4 separate regions of the Mus musculus genome follow, and regions 2, 3 and 4 are each linked to region 1. A link is a contact called in public promoter capture Hi-C data. All regions are on one chromosome and are shown on one strand. Each heading gives the region's core, a stretch centred on a gene start, on an enhancer-like site or on the middle of the called end of the contact. The rest is flanking DNA. Distances are from core to core; before and after follow the strand shown.

What was found. Promoter capture Hi-C pulls out the DNA fragments that hold promoters and counts their contacts.
Region 2: a contact with region 1 is called in a promoter capture Hi-C map of pre-B cells, with 3 times the contacts expected there. The contact joins the promoter of Tfam here to the promoter of Specc1l in region 1. A contact is called at or near these places in 2 of 39 promoter capture datasets (cranial neural crest and pre-B cells).
Region 3: a contact with region 1 is called in a promoter capture Hi-C map of the HPC-7 cell line. The contact joins the promoter of Ube2d1 here to the promoter of Specc1l in region 1. A contact is called at or near these places in 3 of 39 promoter capture datasets (the HPC-7 cell line, cranial neural crest and maxillary cranial neural crest).
Region 4: a contact with region 1 is called in a promoter capture Hi-C map of second pharyngeal arch cranial neural crest. The contact joins the promoter of Cisd1 here to the promoter of Specc1l in region 1. A contact is called at or near these places in 4 of 39 promoter capture datasets (cranial neural crest, hematopoietic stem and progenitor cells, pre-B cells and 1 more).

What each region holds. Positions count from the first base shown.
Region 1 is chr10:75,210,632-75,213,520 of GRCm38.p6, forward strand. It overlaps Specc1l (sperm antigen with calponin homology and coiled-coil domains 1-like), which reads left to right and starts at 1,442. Exons shown (of 16, transcript NM_153406.3): 1 at 1,442-1,588.
Region 2 is chr10:71,236,645-71,239,533 of GRCm38.p6, forward strand. Tfam (transcription factor A, mitochondrial) reads right to left here and starts at 1,400. Exons shown (of 7, transcript NM_009360.4): 1 at 1,196-1,400; 2 at 272-387. The coding sequence starts at 1,296.
Region 3 is chr10:71,283,769-71,286,657 of GRCm38.p6, forward strand. Ube2d1 (ubiquitin-conjugating enzyme E2D 1) reads right to left here and starts at 1,494. Exons shown (of 7, transcript NM_145420.2): 1 at 1,333-1,494. The coding sequence starts at 1,356.
Region 4 is chr10:71,343,440-71,346,328 of GRCm38.p6, forward strand. It overlaps Cisd1 (CDGSH iron sulfur domain 1), which reads right to left and starts at 1,410. Exons shown (of 3, transcript NM_134007.4): 1 at 1,285-1,410. The coding sequence starts at 1,315.

The DNA.
Region 1 (2,889 bases), core at 192-2,691:
ATTTAAATATTTGCTTCTGTTCATAAATGATGTCAAGGGATATTGATATTGAGGAGTGGAAACTATGTGAGGAATTGTAGGGTACTGAATATGTTGAAATGGTGATTTTTGAATTTTGAGGCATGTAAATTTTCTTAGAAATGCATTCAGAGATATTTATTTATTTATTTAGGGGGGGGCTGGAGAGATGGTTAGGAGCACTGGCTTCTTCCAGAGCTCCTGAGTTCAGCTCCCAGCAACCTGTGTACACATGGTGGTTCACAACCATGTATAATGAGATCTGACATCCTCTTCTGGTGTGTCTGAAGACAACAACGGTGTACTCATATACATAAATATCCATATACAAAATCTTTAAATTTATTTATTTATTTATTTATTTATCTATTTGCTAATTTATTTGAGACAGGGTCTCACCATGTGGCAATGGCTGGCCTGGAATTGGCTATATAGACCACGTTGGCCTGGTACTCACAGAGATGATCCATCTTTGCCTCCTGAGTGCTGATATTAAAAGCATGTTCCACTATGCCCAGTGAATCAGAGATTAAATTCTTAAAAAGAAAACATCAAAGAATAATGTTCCGGCTAGGTCTTGTCAGTTTGATCTAAGTTACCATTATCTGGGAAGAGGAACTTCAGTTGAGAAAATGTCTTTGTTAGATTGCCTATATACAAATCTATAGGGCATTTTCTTGGTTAATGATTGATGTGGGAGAGGCCAGGCTCACCAGGATGTGGTGTGACCCCCTAGGGGATCCTGGATGATATAAGAAAGCAGGCTGAGCAAGGCATGAGGAGCAAACCAACAATCTGTGTTTCTCCAAAGCTTCTCTGCTTCAGTTCCTGCCTTCAGGTTCCTTTGAGTTCCTGCCCTGACTTCTCTCAGTGATGGTGTGTGACCTGGGAGTTGTAAGCCAAATAAACCCTTTCCTCCCCAGGTTGCTTTTGGTCATGGTGCTTTTATTATAGTAATAGAGCCATTTACAAATTTAAAAAGTAAAATAAAAACTACACAGGAATTACATAAGCTTATAGAACTCTTTAACTTTATAATGCTAGTGATCTTGTTCCCTTTAATGGGTGGAGTAGGGACCGGTGTTGCTCATGTGCTGGGAACATAATGGGTGCCTGGCATGTGCATTTTTCTCAACTGTCGGGTTCAGCACACTGTAAACATACATTTCAACCAGAGCGGACCTATTTGCCTTGGAGGAAAAACGAGAGACTAGGAGCACTTCCAGCACAAAAGACTGCAGTTATCTAGTTGCACCGCCGACTAGCACAGCGCGTGCGCGGTCCAGAACTCAGCGCGAAGAGGAGGTGTGACAGCTGGCGCCTGCGCAGTAGCAGCCCAGGGAGGCGCCGATCACGGCACATGCGCGGGGAGTAGAAGGGGGCGGCACCGGTGGATAAGGGGCGGGCGGAGGGCGGGAGCCGCAAGGGAGACAGGGCGGGCCGAGGGAGCGGCGCCGTGGGGTTGGCTGTTGCCCTGAGGCCGGACTCAACGGACCGGGCCGCGCCACCGGGCGAGCTCGCCGCCCGGCCCCAGCCCGGAGCCAGCGAGTGAGCGAGGCGGTGCCGCGCGGTAAGAGCCGGGGCAGGGTCTTCTCCGCTTGTGCCGCGGGCACGTTCGTCTCCTCAGCGCCGCCCGCGCGGCCAGGCCCGGGCGGCCCCGCAGACCCTGGCGGCCCCGCGCCTGCGCTGTCCCCCCTCGTCACCCCCCCCATCCCCAGCCATCCCGCGCCTGCGCCGTCTCCTGCCCGGGCGGACCTCACAGCTTGCCCCGCAGATCCCCCGGGAACCCAGGCTGGCGTGGTACCCAGCTGGCTGGGGGTCTCATCCCTGCGGAGAGGCTGGGTGCGACCCTGGTGCTTGTGTTCCCTGTGGTGTCGGGAGAGACCGGGCATTCATCCTAGTTCCTTGCCCTGGGCTGGGACAGGTTGCCTCCCCATCTGGTGCATTGAGGGTGGGGAGCAGGAGCGGAGGTCCCCCGAAGGCTGCGCCCTGCAGTGTTAGGACCTGGCTGTTGGAAGCTGGCAGTGTTCTTTATTCTTGAGACTTGGCTAATTATGTCAGATTGGATGTGGATGTTTCTGTGTGTTGTTGAAGAAATGCTGCATTTTCATTAGAGGCGTGTGTGTGTGTGTGTGCATTTTCATTAGAGGCTTGTGTGTGTGTGTGTGTGTGTGTGTGTGTGTGTGTGTGTGTGAGAGAGAGAGAGAGAGAGATAGAGAGAGAGAGAGATAGATAGATGGTGGCGATACCCCAGAGAACACTAGAAAAGAAATCGGTTTCTGGTGGGCTTAGCCGCCTAAAACCAAACAAAAATTTCTGTGATCATTCAAATGCAGGCATCCTTGATTTTTTGTTTTGTTTTGTTTTGGGTTTTTTTGTTGTTTGTTTTTTGTTTTGTTTTTGTTTTTGTTTTCACTCTCTTGAAGATCAGTCCTAAAGTGCGGCGGGGTGAGGGGGCACCCTTTGACTGTCATGACAGAGAATCGTAAAGTTTGGCCTACACCTGTAATCCCGAGGCCAAGGCTGGATGAGCTCCAACTGGGCTGCAGAGTAAGGCCTTGTCTCAAACTACAAACAAAAACAAAACAAAAAACAAATCGCGGAGCCCAGGAAGGCTTCTTGTCATTCAGGAAGCTAAATCTTGAGGTGAAATCAGCTGTGGACTACAGGCAACAACAGTTCTATCTAAAGGTTTGGAATGAGGCACCAGCGTTGTTGCATAGGCATTAAAGGCACCGTTCGGTTGGTCCTCTTTCAATATGTCAGGAATGGAAAGAGTTTGAAAAGCAATACGCCTGTGCTGAATTCTGTACAGACTCTTTTTTTTTTTTTTCTCTTGTCCTTTCCTTGTACTGGGATAATATAAGCAAT
Region 2 (2,889 bases), core at 150-2,649, 4.0 Mb before region 1:
GTTGTGAGCCACCATGTGGTTGCTGGGAACTGAACTCAGGACCTCTGGAAGAGTCAGTGCTCTTATCCACTGAGCCATCTCTCCTGCCCTCTACATCTTATTTTAAAACTATTTTTCTCATTTATATTTAAAGAACTTCTATTAGTTAAAAAAAAACTTATACAGACTACCAAAGAAAATGACTGTACTAGATGCTCTGGTAATGCAAATCAAAGATTGCAATTAAAAAAAAAATCATATCAGAGAAGATCATAAGCCCCAAACTCCTTACCTGGGTGTTTAGCTTTAAATTTGGGTAGCTGTTCTGTGGAAAATCGAAGGTATGAACTCATAGGTTTCTTTGGATAGCTACCCATGCTGGAAAAACACTTCGGAATACAGACAAGACTACACACAAGTAAAAAGAACGGAATGTCAGATACGTGTAACAGTCATACACAGATCTCAGATTCTAAGTACAAAGTCAGCCAAGGTGCTGTACATCCAACACCTCCACCTAAAATGCTAATAACTAGCCCAGCAGTTGTGGCACAGGCCTTTAATCCCAACATTCTAGTGGCAGAGCAGGTGGATCTCTGTTAAGTCAATGACAGCCTAGTCTACAAAAGGAGTTCTAGGACAGCCAGGGCTATGCAGAGAGACCCAATCTTTTAAATTAAAAAAAAAAAAAAAGTCAACCAATCAACCAAAAAAATATATAATCGTAATAACCTTTGAGTGCATTTCCCTTCCCTCTGCTGTGCTAAGAATTCAATTAAACGCAAGGGGCTTCAGCTGTATAAGCTCCATAACCGACTTACTTTAACAACCTACCCTAAGCAAAAAAATAAAAGAGGTTGCAGGGCTGAGGCTTGCAAACAGGGCAGGTTTGGGTGACCTAGCCAAACCAAAGAGGGGTGAAGCAAGTCCTAGCATCATGGGTGACCTAGCCAAACCAAAGAGGGGCCTGCAGGGCTAAAACAAGTCGTGGCATCCTGGGTGACCTCCTGGCAGCGTCCGGGCGAGCGTTCCGCGCCACAACTTCAGGGCCCGCCTCCAAGGCAGAAGGAGAGCGCCCTAGGCGCCGAAAGGTAGAAGGTGACAGGAAGTGGGGTCGGGTACCAAAAGGCGCGAGACCCCAGGCGGCCCGGAGGACGAGGGTGGGACGAGGGCAGACGGACGCCTGAACGAACGGCGTCCCTCGCCCGCGGCCTACCTGATAGACGAGGGGATGCGACCCCCGCAGCCCGCGCACATCTCGACCCCCGTGCGCCCCAGTGCTTTTAGCACGCTCCACATTCCCCGGAACAGCGCCATCGCTCGGGCCGACGAATGATGGCCCGGCGCCGTCCGGTTCGTCTCACGCAATACGGTGCCTATGGACTGCCACACTACCAGCGTGGGAACTCCGGGGGCTTGTTATCATGCCCGCCGCGCGCGGGGTACTGTGGGAAGCCCGGACTTCCGGTCCGCGGCAGGAGGCGGGGAGGACAGGAGGTGCTGTGCGTCCCCCACCGCTCAGTGGGCGGGGCCGGGCCGAGGAGGGGGCGGAGCCTGAGGCTAGGGAGGGTGGGCCTGGTCTAAGGTGGGTGTTGCTGAGCGGCGGCTTACCCCCAGGCCCCTGCCATGTGTTCTCCTGGGCTGCCTGCGTGCTGTTGCTGGACCATGGGCCTGGGCTGCCTACTGAGCTTCGTGACGCTGGTGCTGCGGCTTGTGTCACAGTGCCTGGCTACTGAAGTTAGAGATCCGTGGTACTGCTGATGCCCCAACAGCAAACTGCATGTTTCATGAGTCCGCAGGAAAGCCCACAAGGCTACTGGAGGGGTGGAAGAGAGGGAGGAGTGGTCTTGAAATGGATCGCCTTATTTATCTTCTCTTTAACAATTAATAGAAAGGAATGAGGGTTCCCAAGATGGCCCAGAGCCTGGCAAGCTGAGTTCTATCCCCAAGACCTACATGATTAAAAGAGAGAACCAACTCAAACAAGTTGCCCTCTGACTTTGACATACACACACACACAAACATGTACACAAAAGGAAATGTGTCACGAAAAAAAAATTAATAAACTGAACCCAGCTTGATGGTGCAGGCCTGTAATCCCAGCCCTTGGGAGGCGGAGGCAGGCATTCAAATTCATCCCCTGCTACATAGCAAGTTCAAAACTACATGAGACCCTGCCTCAAAACAAAAACCCAAACAACTAGCCCTCATAATAGCAACAAAGCAAGAATATTCTTCACTTGATCTTCTCCAAAAGGCTGAGAAGCGATAGCAAAAATATTCTTATATTAATACCTGAGCAGGGCATGCCAGAGCCCTGAATATTGTTTCCCACTTTGCAGATCACGTGGACTAGATGAGCTTAGCCAGCCAAACCACTGAAATTGTGGGACCAGGATGGACTTGAGGTAGTGTACAGTTTGTGTCCTACAAAAAACTCAATTTTTGTTTGTTTGGTTGGTTTTTTTTTTTTTTTTAATTCAATGGCATGGAAAAGATTAGGAAGATCTAAAAATGGTCAAGGGCTTCAATCTGTTAAAATATGTTGCTTAAGGTCTGGGAATGTGGCTTAACTGGTAGGGATGCCTGCCAGGATGCACAGAAAGCCGTTGGCTTAGATCCCCCCCATAAGCCAGGATCCTCACATAGAGCAGGCATGGTGTCTTAAGCCTCTAGTTCCAGAACTTGGGAAGCTGAGGCAGGACCACAAGTGCAGGGTTATCCTTGCCTACAAAGTAAATTCCAGGTCAGTCAGGCTAGAGACTTTGTTTCAAAGGTAAAATAAATAAATAACATTTAAAAATAACTATGTCATCCATCAGGCTCAGAGGTGAATGCTTTCACTCCAATCACTCTGGAGGTAAGAAGTGGGTAGAGATCTGTGATTGAGAGTTTGCTCTATATACAAGT
Region 3 (2,889 bases), core at 244-2,743, 3.9 Mb before region 1:
TATGGTTAAAAATAAAGTGCCACCGTGTTATCTTCAAACGAGAAAACGTCATTATTTAATAAACGCTGATCTTAACATTTTATACCGAGTTGACCTTCAGCGGCACAAAGAACAGCGATGATCTACACAGCTAAGGTTTATTAAAAAAAAAAAAAAAAAACAAAAACAAAACAAAAACAAAAACAAATAAACAAAAAACAAACGAAAATTTGGCTGCGGGTAAAAGTTGCTGTCCTCAGTACCGAAAGATGCCTGTTTCCTACCACTCTAACTCAGAACATTTTCAGTCAAGTGTAGCTGGAAAGGTTGATAAAACGTTTGGGGAGCCAACCATTTCTTGTGAAATCAATTACCAAACACATTATCCACTGTTGGCGCATTTGCTTCTAAAGCGATCCCAAACACCACGTTCCCAGCAGCAAGGACTACCGCTGTAAAATGTTAAAAGATACTTGAGATAGGGGACAGGCCAACAAGAGAAGTGGGTGCGGTAAAGAATACAAAGAGAGGGTTGGAACCGATCCTATGTAAGGACTGACTGTCCCTTCGATTGTCTTCCTCATTCTCTATTCACACATCAAAGCATCCAAACAATTTAATTTGTGGTCCTTAGTGTTGTGTCTTCAACTCTACATCTAAGTTTATCGTGAGGGTGTGAAGAAAAAAATACAAAACAAAACCAACAACCTGCTTAGCTTACCTAGCCATGAATCACAGCCAGGAGCTCATCTTGCTGTGTATCAGCAACTATGTTCTCAGTACAGCTATGTGACCTGAAGTGGCAGCTGCGTGCAGAACCACCAAAATAGCAGGGGCAAGAGCTCTCTGCTGGCTCCTCGGCCCCAATCTCGCGTTCCCAGCCCTTTCCTCCCACTGAGCACCAGCCGACTGCAGAGCCCAGAAAGACCCAGCCCCACGCTCTGAGAATAAAGGCCGTAGGCCCACCACACCTTCCCTGCCCTCTCGGGGAACCCGGGGTGCGAACACAGCAAGGAGGGCTCCGGGGACATTGTGAGGACGCACAGCGGGATAGGGGACGAAGGCCGCCCGTTGCAGAGCAAGCCCCGGCCCAGCGGGGATGCACACACCCCGGGACAATCTGGCCACCCCACGGGCACCCGCACCCGAGGTTCTAGGCTCATCCTGGAAAGGGCACGACCGGATCGGGTCGCCCCGAGGTTCCAAGTACCCAGACCTTGCGGATGCACGCCTCACCTGTGCGGGCCGATCCGTACCCCGGCCTCCCCAGTGTCCGCGCCCCTCCCACACCGTGCGCCCCGGGTTCCTGGGGACATCTTGGGGACACCCAGGCCGGTTCTGGCAGCCACTCACTTTCTGGATCCGCTTCAGCGCCATGGGGCAGGCGGCGGGGGCTGCGGAGTGTCCGCGTGTCCCGGGCTGCCGCCTCGCAGGGCTGCTCCGTGTGCGCCCGGGCGCGGTGCGCGAGTGTGCGGGCGGCGGCGCCGGACTCTTTTGTTTCCGCCTTCGCTTGCTGGGAAGGAGCCTGCGCCCTCCCCGCCGCGCCCCGCCCGCCTGGCACACTGGGAAGTGTAGTCCCAGGCTCGGCCTCTGCCGCCCGCGCGGACGTCGTCCGGTCACCCGTGGGTGACAGCTGCGACCAGGCTGCTGCCGCTCCCTGCAGCCGCTCTGCAGAGCAAGGTCTCGAATCTGCAAAAACCCAGACAGCAGGTGAGCTGTCGCTCCTAGGAGCTGCTGTGAACCACGGCTCGCTCCTCCTCGCACAGACCCTGCGGCGGATCTTAACTTCCTTTGCAGATAATTCTGACTCTTCCCCGCTCGCCCCTGAGGGCGTGAGGAGTCTTCGTCAATTGTACTCCACCTTTCTTTCTTTCTTTCTTTCTTTCTTTCTTTCTTTCTTTCTTTCTTTCTTTCTTTCTTTCTTTCTTTCTTTCTTTCTTTCTTTCTTTCTTTCTTTCTTTCTTTCTTCCTTCCTTCCTTCCTTCCTTCCTTCCTTTCTTTCTTTCTTTTTTTTTTTTTGAAACAGGGTTTTCCTTTATGTCTTTTTGTCTCCACCTCCCAAAAACGGGATTGAAGACAGCTTTCCACACACCCAACCGTTACGTGGTCTCTGGCATCCGAACTCAGGTCCTCAGGCTTTGCGGCAAGCAGTTTACCCACTGAGGTGTCCTCCAGCCCCTTCTCAGTTCTTGTGATCTCAGATCTTGCTTGTCCTTTCAACCATGACTTCTTGGCTTGGCACCTGCAGGTCAGTCTTGGATTTCTGACGGCGTTGGTCAGTCTTAGGTTTCTGATGACTAAAGTCAATCCATTCCTTATCTAAAATGGTTTTGAATCCCATATTGCTTCTCAAAACACTCAACGCTCACTGTCGCGGCTTCCACAGTGTCTCTGCAGCTGGATCAGCCACATCTGGGAAGTTCTCTTCTCCGCCTTTGCAGTGGTCCACAGAAGACCAGCCCCACGCCCTCTGCAGAAACTAGAGATGGGTTGCGGCCCAGAAAGCTTCGAGGGACTGTGCTTTGCAGAGGTCCCCTCAAGCAGTCCTGCTCTGTCTGCATATTGGTCTACTTTCCTGTCCATCCGCCCCCCCTCCCCTTGTGTGTGTGTGTGTGTGTTTGTGAAATTATTTCCCAGGAGCTGTACTCCTTGTTTTTTGAGACAGAGTCTCTCACAGGGACCTGGAGCTCACCTATTGGGCTAACCTGGCCAGGTATCTGCTGTCTTTACCTGCTCAGCACTGATTTTACACACAAGCCCCACCATGCCTACATTTATGCTTGCTTGTCAACACTTTATAGACATTGTCTTCCCACTTATTATTATTATTAATTATTATTACTGCTTTATCTCACCCCAAAAGAAGAGTGGCATTAATGCAATTCATCTTTTTAGCTAGAGACCAAACCA
Region 4 (2,889 bases), core at 160-2,659, 3.9 Mb before region 1:
TCCAGGTGTGATGGCAGGCCTATATAGGTTCAGCACTGCAGAGGTTGATACAAGAGGATTTCAAGGTTAGCTTGGGCTATAGAGATCATGTCTCAAAAAGACAAACAAAACAGATTTTTAAAAACCACGAAGAAAACTTAAGTTCACCAAAGTGGATGCATTTAAAGGAGTCCCCAAATGGCTACCCTTTAAAATAAAGTTTGCAGAGAATCATTTCTTTTTGTCTGTAGTATTTTTAAACTATCTGCATGGGCTTTAGCATGATGGCTCAGTGGGAAAAGGTGCCTGCTGTCAAGATGGATGACCTGGGTTTGATCCCTGGGACTCACAGGGTGGAAGAGAATCCGCTCCTACAAGTTATCTATTCACTTCCACACAAGCCATGGCACTAGGTACAGACACACTCACACAAATAAATGTTAAGAAAATAAAATAAAAAACTTGTTCTCCCTATCTGCCCAGTCAGTTTCGTCGATATTAAGTAGAACTTTCCAGTATATAGAACCAACCTACTACAAAACTAAGGTCCCACTTCCCCAGTCAGTCACCCTGTGGGCAACCAGGCTAGAGAGGCACGGTTCACCCCCCAAAACCCCCGTCCTTCCTGACACCCTGACGTTGGGGACTGGTCACGTTAGGGATAGTTACAGAACCGAGCAGTATAGACGATCCCTATTTGCTGAATGAATCAGTGGGGCTCACTGTAATTTAATTTTTTTACTTTTACTCAACTAAAGGTTAGAAGTAACCAAACCCTGGGGTGTGGCGTTTTTATATCGGGGCAGTCAGTCACGCATATCGCACAGGTTGTAGTAATTTTAACAGTTGATCACCAGGGACTTTACACTAGCCAAGTTTCACAAATTCAATTCTAGTCAGATTTCTACAAACTTCTGTTTTCAACGCTAGGGAAAAAGGCCATTTTCAGTGGTTTCTCAGACCACTGTCACCAGCGGCCGGATGCAAAGTACGAAAGAAACTTGGAAATTGAAGACCTTGGATTGGGTTTCTTTACCTAGAATTACAAAGCCAGCAAAAGCAAAACACCTACGACGTGACCAGTCCCCGGTGTCAGGGTCTCAGGAAGCGCAGGAGCGTTTTGGGGTGGACTGCGCCCCGCTATCTTGGTTGCTCACAGCGTGGCTGGCCCGGGAAGTGGTCCAGGGCCGGGATGCCGGCCCGCACCAGCATCCCCCGAGCGCTCCGCAGGCCTGCGCCTGCCCTTGTGCTGGTCAAGGTGACAGTCCGGATAAGGGTGGCGGGGACCGGCCGCGGGCGGCTCACCTCGCACAGCGGAGTTGGAGCTGAGGCCCATGGCGCGGGCAGCAGGAAGGCCGTGGCAGGACCGCGCGAGCGAGCGCTGGGGACCGCGGAGACTTGGGCAAGACGCGACCTCGGGGCCCACTCACTGCCACTGCGCAGGCGCCGCGGCAAGCTGGGAGCGCGTGTGCCGGCGCGCCGGTAGAGTCGCGCATGCGCAGCTGGTCCAACCCGGCAGACGGGTGAGGATTTGACAACCGCGGGATAGCCTTAGGCGCCAAGGCGGTGACTGCGTCTGCGCCGCCCGGGCGAGCCTATCCAGGCCGGGTTTTACCGTCGGTCCAGTTGAGAGCGTTTCAGGTGACTCAGGACAAGTACCTGCAGGACTGTCGGCCGATGGCCTGCCGATCCTTTGACTTTTGGTAATAAGTTACACAAGGTGTGGCCAGCTCAGCTGTGGGTCCTGCAAATCTGACCAGCTCCACTGTGGGTCCCGCAAAGACAGATTTTGCCTTAGGATGCCAGTGCAGGCACACGGGCATCGATGGAGCTGTGTCTAGAGCTTCCTCTAGCCACATTGGGCCTCCATCCCTTCAGCCTCTGACCCTGCCACTCATGCATCCAGAAAGTCCCAGAAAGACAAAAACAAAAACAACTTGCTTCGGCTGGTGAAGCAGCTCAGCGGCTCTCTGCTTTCACAACGGTATGGTGTTTGCCCAACATGCACAACACTCTGCCTTCAATTCCCAGCATTGCCATGAATAAATAAACATAAGTAGACTGTCCACTTAGAAAAACGATTTAGAAGGCTGCAGTGGCTTAGATGCCTAGGACCAGCTTCTGCATGGAGAGGGGTTCTGAGAGAAGGGGTGCCTGGGAGCGGCGAAAACAAACGACTTGGGTCCAAGCTGGCGGCCTTGGTTCTGCTAAGATGGCTTTCCAAATTGCCCGCCCTCTTTCCCTCCTTCAGTCTGTCTCTCTCTCTTTTTCTCTCTGTGTTCTGCTCTGATGTAGACAGATTTTCTTGCTATTTTACAAATTCTGATTGAGATAGCTTTCTCTGCTAGTAAAACTAGAAGCTATCAGGAAAAACTGCTACAAAAAATTATTGGATCTTCAAACCAAGTCGGAAATTCTCTCAAGAAAATATTCTTGAAGAGCTGTTTTCGATCTCCAGAGATCTCCATACAGCTCTGCTCTCCTTAGAGGAAATTCTATTTTTTTTTTTTCTTTTGGTTTTTTGAGACAGGGTTTCTCTGTATAGCCCTGGCTGTCCTGGCACTCACTTTGTAGACCAGGCTGGCCTCGAACTCAGAAATCCGCCTGCCTCTGCCTCCCAAGTGCTGGGATTAAAGGCGTGCGCCACCACGCCCCGCTTAGAGGAAATTCTAAAGAACTGTTATTGCTGTCTGCTAGCTCAAAAGTCCTGGTTTGTTTTTTTTTTTTTTTTCATTTTTCTTTTTAAATTTACACCTCAATTCAATTATTTATTCCAGGTTCTCTTTTGATTATCCTATGAATCAGCATCCCCTGACCCCACCCCTTTGATTCTTAGGAAAACAGCAAGCACATGTTTTCTTTTAACATTGCAAAAGAATTCCGAGATCTGCCTGCTGTGTTACACACGGT